Regions from separate parts of the Hordeum vulgare genome. Here region 1 is linked to region 2. Evidence: chromatin contacts called from public Hi-C data. All regions are on one chromosome and are shown on one strand. Each heading gives the region's core, a stretch centred on a gene start, on an enhancer-like site or on the middle of the called end of the contact. The rest is flanking DNA. Distances are from core to core; before and after follow the strand shown. Region 1 holds the start of LOC123443290 (probable protein ABIL3). Region 2 has its middle 150 kb from the start of LOC123439692.

Region 1 (3,646 bases), core at 607-3,106, 230 kb after region 2:
GTGTATCAACCTATGTGCTTAGATTACGCCAATGTCACCTTGGGAATCCGCAAGTTGATTACCAAACCATACATAAGGTGACTCAATATAATACCCCATTGTCACCACGGGTATTCACGTGCAAGACATACCTCAAGTAATCTCAAATCCATAATATTCAATTCGATAATAATGAAACTCAAAGGGAGAGACTCAATTCATCACAAAAATGGGAAGAACCCCATATGGTTCCACTACATTAACAAAGCTCATGATACATCAAGGTTGTGCCCTATCAAGATCACGAGAGAGAGAGAGAGAGAGAGAGAGAGAGAGAGAGAGAGAGAGAGAGAGAGAGAGAGAGATCAAACACATAGCTACTGGTACATACCCTCAGCCTCGGGGTGAACTACTCCCTCCTCGTCATCTAGACCGCCGAGATGATGAAGATGGTATTCGGTGAAGATTTGCCCCTTTGACGGGGCGCTGTAAAAGGGCTTTGGATGAGATCACTTCAGAATAGAGGCTTGCGACAGCGGAGTAAAATTTCTAGGTTTCTTTTGGGGGGTTTATGTAGTTATAGGAATTTTTAGTGTGGGAACCATGCCAAAAGGGCTTCAGATGAGATCATCGGAGACGTGTCAGTCATCTCTGAGGTAGTCACCCCGGCTACAAGACTTTTCCGATCTCAACACAATGTTGATAAAAGGAAAGCCATTAGTCGTCGTTGTATAGTTTATATATCAATAAAGCATCCCTTTTGTCGACTAGGCTCATACATTGTTACTGAAGAAGTGTAAATACATGCGCCAGGTTGATATCCAGGGCTGGCCTATGCAGCCTCCCGGCTAAATACATTGGACACCCAGTGTTTTCAAAAGGGGGTGCCACAACTACCTTGCGGATGATATATATCCTGAGTGGGAGGCGTTTGTGAATACAATATTTGATCCCCAAGGCAACAAATCAAGCCACTTTGCAATAATGCATGAAGCAGCTAGGAATGATGTGGAAAGGGCATTTGGAGTGCTTCAAACTCGTTGAGGAATTGTTCGTGGAGCTGCAATGGTGTGGGAATCAGAAACTTTGTGGCAACTGATGAAATGTTGTGTCATTTTGCACAATATGATTGCCCACGATGAGTTTGATGGGTCATAAACCAATGATTTAAAAGTGCCTTGGGAACAAGTCGACATCCCGAAAGATCAAGATGCATACCAGCTTCGTCCGCGTTACGTCGGCTGCATCTCCAGCGCCGCCGTGAAGCGGGAAGTTTGTGTATTGGAGTTGGCCGCCGTTGCAACGCCGATCTTGTCCAAGGGATAGTCCACATGAAGATTTGGCGGTGGAAGATGGTTGCCGGTTTTGAAGTTTTTTGACGGTTCTATCAGTCGAGCCCTTTAAGACCGCTATCCAAGATGTGTGAAGTATTTCTTTGGCCGACGATCCACATCGACATGTGCGTTGCCACTTGTGACGACGCTTGTTCAGAGGTTCATAACGCAGCTTCGCTGCTATGGCGCTATCTTGGATCTTGGCAAGTTGGAGACCTATGTTTCTCTCATCCGAGAACGCTTCGGCGTCGTCGGCGCCTAGATTCTTTGATGATGATGATGTAAATTTTCTTGTGTGCTATCTCTCGAAACTGTTTTAAAGAGAAGTCATATATGTTGTATGTTACTATTTTTATGAATATAAATAGTATATGGTTTCTCCTTAAAAAAATAACGTTTTCCATATTATTAACTCCGAAAGATAAACGCATGGCCCTCACTGCAGTGACACGGCCAGGATAAAACCATGGTCCGTGTGTGGCGCTCAACAACCTGTGCAGTTTGCCCTCATTGCTCCGCTCCCCCACAAAAGTTAGCAGCCAAAGCGCCTCTTTTCCCACTCATCTTCTTCCCCTCACCCCTATCTATCCCCCCCTACCCTGGCCCCTCCCCTCTCTCATGTCGCTACCAATCACTAGCGCCTTCCGAGCCCACCAGGACCCGACCCAGATCTTGCCGTTGGCAGCTCAACTCCCGTGTAGGTGAGCCGGCTCCCACCTCCCACCCCCACCACCAAGAGACGACGCGGCGCCTCTTCTTCAAAAGCCATCCCTTTGCTTTTCTCGGCGTTCCCGTGGGGTTTTGGTCCGCCGAGGAGGGGTTTGGTGCGCCCGTTACCGGAGGATCTTGGCGAGAAGTGCCTAGTTTCCGCTAGGCTGGTTGGTGGGGGGCGGGCGCCTGGTGCCGCGGCTTCAGCCATGGAGGCAGTCGCAATGTCGCCATCCTCCGTCTCGTCCCACAACCTCGACGCCGCCTCCACCAGCGACGACATGCCGTCCTCGCAAGAGGGCCTCCTCTTCTCGGACAGCCTCAAGGTACTACGTTTCTCTGCGCCTCGCCCTCCACAGGGCTCCGAGGCGCAATCTTATGCTTCCACTCCCATGGATCTAGGCGATGTTCTTGCGGAAATCAGGCTGCATTTCTCGATTGTGCGGCTGAGTTGCCGGAAAATCTGGTGGTGGGTCCAATCCTGGCGCGGCGCTTGATTGTGGCCCGCTATGTCCCTGTCAATCACGAGATTTTGTTCCCATTTTGGTAGAGATAGAGAAGCTAACAGGGGAGGCACTGCTGTGACCTTTCCAAACTTAGTGTGCCCACAATTTCTGGTAGTATTATGTTACCAAGTCCTTCTTTTCCCGTACCATGTAGCTGCATGTCTAATCTTCTATTGCTTACATAATTGGGTGCTCTACTCTGTAATGGCCCAGCCTTTCCTCTGCTTTCCCCCCAATTGAGCAAAAGCGCTGCGCATTATGAATTTACAATGCCTGGTTTGCTGCAGTGGAATGGCCATCGGTACTGAGGCTGTTAGCAAATAAGCAGCACCCAAGGAGGCTGTCATGCATAGTTTGTAGTAGGGCCTCACGGTGGCCTTTTGCTCATTTGAAGTTTCAACTGTAGCTTAGTTGCATACCGACACGCTTATTGGTCTGTTTATGTCAACCGTTAGCATGCTGTTGTCATTGCTTGTCAAATTTGTCGCCATTCGAGTTAATGAAATTAGGATCCTTGTTAACGACGAAACCCCACATGGCTGCACCTTAGTTAATCATTGATGTTCCTCCCATATGGCATATCTTATAGTATCCTCTATGCTCAGCTTAAATTATGTTTGTTTGCAGGACTTGAGGAATCTGCGGTCGCAGCTATACTCAGCGGCAGAATATTTTGAAGTATTCTACACAAACAACTCGCACAGATCTACGTAAGGTCTTTTATTTTGTTTAAATTCTTTGGTTCCGTGTTTACTATGCTGGTTAAACAGAAGGCTATCTCGTATCTTGCATCTCATTTACACTTGTCCTCTGTAGGGTGGTAACGAGTTTAAAAGACTACGCAGTTGAGGCACTCGTTAGCACTGTTGACCATCTGGGTTTTGTTTCGTACAAGGTGGATAATCTCGTCAATGAAAAGGCCGACGAGGTTAATGAAACAGAATTTCGAGTATCGTCGGTTGAACAGGTATTGTTATTGAATGCTGAATGAAGGGAAAGCTCTTTTTGTAAATCCTCTTTCTATCTATCTTCTCTAACTTCATATAACTGAACAAATGTAAATGCTGTCATCTGTGCCCCCATTTGAGTCTATGGCATTCTGCACAGATAACTTGGTTA
Region 2 (3,906 bases), core at 1,316-3,815:
AACACTATAGCAGCTAGCCAATAAACCAAACACGACAACTACCTTCAAAAATAAGACAGCCCACGCTGACAACTCTATCAGCGTCTGCTAAGTGAACATTTGTGAGCTAGACGTTTTATATATCGACTTTCTCTTTACCTTTTCAAGTATTCCTCTTATTTTTATTTTGATATATGGCGCTCTTATGGGCCTGCATAAGGCTCTTTTTTCAATTTCATGTTTATGTTTTGGTATTATTTTTCCGTTTGAAAGAAGATATTTAAGAAAACATCACAACTGGCATAAACTTAAAGAAACTGTTAGTGCTTTTGAGAAAAATATTCAACATATTTTTGAAAAAAAAATCACGTGTATTAAGAAATTGTAAATGTGTTTATGAAAAATGCTCTTTGATGCATTCAAAAACATTACAACATCTATTTCATAAAATGTTCAACATCTATTAAAACATTATTGTGTAAAGTTATTTTTATATTTATAAACACATTTATCATGGTTTAATAGATTTATAGAACTGTTTTTACACAATGATTTTTTATACATGTTGAAAAGTTTTCAAAATACAAAGCTGTTGATTTTTGTAATAACTATGTATTCTAAAAATACAATGAAGATACACAATAATTGTGCATTCTTGTGGTCCTCAATGAAGATACACAATATTTTATAATATATGCTGAATTGCTTAAATCTCCATAAACTTTAAAAGAAGTTCATGTTTACCTTTTTGAAGTACATAATTGTTAAAATTGAATAAAAATTAACTAATAAATAATCTCATGTTGATAATTATTGTATTTTTATATGGAAAAATCTAAATATCATAGAAACCAAACAATAACTTGAATGAAAAACAGAATGGAGATCGCAAAGCGACAGAGACTATATAAGTTTCCCTCAAAAGGAAGGTTTCCAATTAACAGTTGTACACAAAGTATTGTTCGTCCGGCCGCCTAGCATGCATCTTATTTAACCCGAGTGTCCCAGATTCGTAACCCGTTCAACGCCACACTATATTTTTCCTCACTTATTAGCTTACAGAGCAAGGGGTTTTCTGTGATATTTAATTAAATCTCAAACGGTTTTCTAGAAGAAGGCTTGCATCCATACTATCCAGCGCACGCGGCCCTCACAGCCACAGGCATGTGGGCCAACCGCCAGCTGTCATGCCATGGGACTGCACATATATCGGCATACACATGGAGGCACCGAATATGCTCCGTGCAACAAGTTATAGCATTATTTTTGTGTATTTTGCCTGTTTGCGCGCCAAACTGATTGCAACCCACAAGTAAAAGCATCCGTGATGTATTTAACTTCAAAATTTACATACTTCCTCATAAAGAAAACTTTTGAATTCTTTATGTAGTGCTTGGTTCATCGGATAAAAGTTGTGTTAATTTGCTTTAAACTAACAGAAAATCATGGTAATATTTCTTTTTGTCTTTATACGTGTTTTTGAAGAAATTTAATTATTGACTAGTTTTGAATAACAAATTCAAAAGAGTGGATGTGAAAAAAAAATGAACATGTGTGTGAGAAAATGTCCATATACTGAGGAAATATGGTCATGAAACTAAAATAGATTATTATTTTTGAAATTCTAATCCATTTAATAAAGTGTTCTAACATTTTAAAGTAACATTATAAAAAGTGCTAGGGTTCTAGACAAGCTGATATTATTATTAATAAATTATGTTCCATATTTTCGTAAGATATTTGTGTGATGAAAAATGATGATGCATTAAAAACGGTATTCATGTTTTTTTTCTTGAAATTGTGTCGGCAATTTCTTTATTGTTCACGCCTTTTAAATAACCTTAGATGAACCCATCACGTTGTTGTTGGAATGTTTTGCAATATATATTAATAAAATTTGGTTGTATGGTACATGCATATTTAGAGTAACATGAAAACAAAAACAAAAATACATATGTTTTTATTGGCCTTGATTATTGCATAGTTGTAAAATACTTATTAAAAAATATCATAATAGAAATGAAATTCATGCATCTTGGAGAATGAGGCGGCATGCCTACATGTCAAGGTAAATAGGTTAATGAGGGTTAGCTATTGAGGTATATATATGTATTTGTCTAAAAAATAGTAAGAAGGATATAAAAGGAAACTGAAAACGGAATAGTAATAAATAAAACATGAATAAAAAGGAAGAAGTCACATGAAAAAATAAAACCTATAGGGAAAATGCTAAAACTGGATAAATTTTGGTTAAATAAACAGACATTATATTATTAAATAATTAATAAAGATAGTTGCATGCATCGATTGATGAAGAAGCCGGGGGTTCGACATTTTTTCATAAAAAGGAAAACAAGATGATGAAACCCTCTGAAGGAAATTGCTATTAGCCAGGTTGAAGAGTGGTGTAGGCTAGCGGCTGCTATTTTTTTTTCTAGAGTACCCTCCATGCTTTATTGATCAAAGTTGACCATAAGAGAGGTACAAAATGAATCATGAGATTGGTCAAACCAAAGGTGACATCCCTGATCCAAGGAATGACAAATTTCGGCTAAGCTATGTGCCTCAACATTCGGGGAGCTCCTAGGCAGCGCTGCACGCGCGACAATCCGATGCCTGCAACACTGTTAGCATGGGTCAGCCCGTTAGAATCCTTTCCAGTTTTTATTTTGATTTTTTTGTTCGAAAGTATAATTCTGAAATCAAAAAAGGTTAACAGATTTAAAGAAAAAAAAAGGTTCATTCATTTAAAAAAATCATATATTTAAAAAAGGTTCATCAACTTGAAAAAACGTTCATTGAAAATGAAAAAAATTCATCCAGTTTAGGTAAAGTTCGTTAACTTTTGAAAAAGTTAACAAATTTGTAAAATGTTTATAAAATTCAAAACAAGTTCTTTTATTTTTATAAAAAGTTCATTGAACTGAAAAAACGTTCATCCATTTTGAAAAAGATGTTCATCAAAATTCAAAAAAATCCAAAGATATTCAAAAAAGTTGATCAATCTTAAAAAATATTGGCTGAAATTTATAAAAAATCATCAATATTCAAAAAATTCAAAATATATTCAAAAAAGTTGATTAATCTTAAAAAATATTGGCTGAAATTTCAAAAAAAATCATCAATATTCAAATAAGTCATACAATTTTGAAAAGAAAAACATCAAATGGCGGCCAGATGGGCTGACCCATTTACGAACGCCACATGCGCTAGTTAACAAAATGCACGTTAACTGGCCGACATTCGAGACCCGGCCAACATTTGAGGCCCGGCCAACAAAATAGAATTTGCATTCTATTCAAACATTCGAGGCCCTGTACGAGAGGGACTGCTATTAGTTGCTATAAGCGAGAAATAGTGTTTAACTGGTGGGAGGTCTTATATGCCGCCTATAGCGTCGTATAAGAGACTGACACTTGAATATATTTACTCGTACTGCTCTTTTACTTATTTTTATATAAGATGTATAAAAGTCATTTATTTAATAAATTTATAAACAGAAAAATCAAGTTAGTAATGGAGAAATATAAATGTACATTGGAAAATACAAAATGTTCACGTACATGCATGTAAATGTTCGTATGTATAAATACCGATGTTCAACTCATATTTATAAAAATGTTCATCCATGTCGAAGTTAAAAACAATGTATTTGAAAAAAATCATATATTTGAGAGTAATTGTTCATACATGCTAAACAATTGTTCATGTAATTTCTTTAAAAAGGGTTACCTGACTCTAAGGAAGTCTTACATATTGCCTGAAAGGGAAAAGAGAAAAAGGAGAAAAACTCAGACCAGGAAAGGAAAAGCACAAAAAACTGAAGAAAAAAAGGAGAAAATTAAAACAAGCCAAAGTAAGATAAAACTTCATCAAACAAGGCAGGCTGAAATTTGGCTTGGCCGAGTAACTAGAGCGATTCACGCG

What was found. A called contact is a pair of places that touch in the nucleus more often than the background predicts.
Region 1: a Hi-C map of leaf shows a contact between it and region 2, with 4 times the contacts expected there. The contact joins the promoter of LOC123443290 here to the enhancer-like site in region 2. A contact is called at or near these places in 3 of 6 Hi-C or Micro-C datasets (leaf and seedling) and 1 of 1 datasets of contacts at active chromatin or transcription factors (embryo).

The regions. Positions count from the first base shown.
Region 1 is chr3H:145,017,721-145,021,366 of MorexV3_pseudomolecules_assembly, forward strand. LOC123443290 (probable protein ABIL3) reads left to right here and starts at 1,857. Exons shown (of 9, transcript XM_045119626.1): 1 at 1,857-2,347; 2 at 3,155-3,237; 3 at 3,344-3,494. The coding sequence starts at 2,231.
Region 2 is chr3H:144,790,501-144,794,406 of MorexV3_pseudomolecules_assembly, forward strand. No RefSeq gene overlaps it. Among protein-coding and RNA genes, the nearest start is that of LOC123439692, 150 kb to the left of the region's middle. Within about 2 kb of position 2,566, at least 2 of the 3 cell types and tissues checked have open chromatin away from gene starts, as enhancers often do. A contact at or near this core is called in leaf, where this site is marked.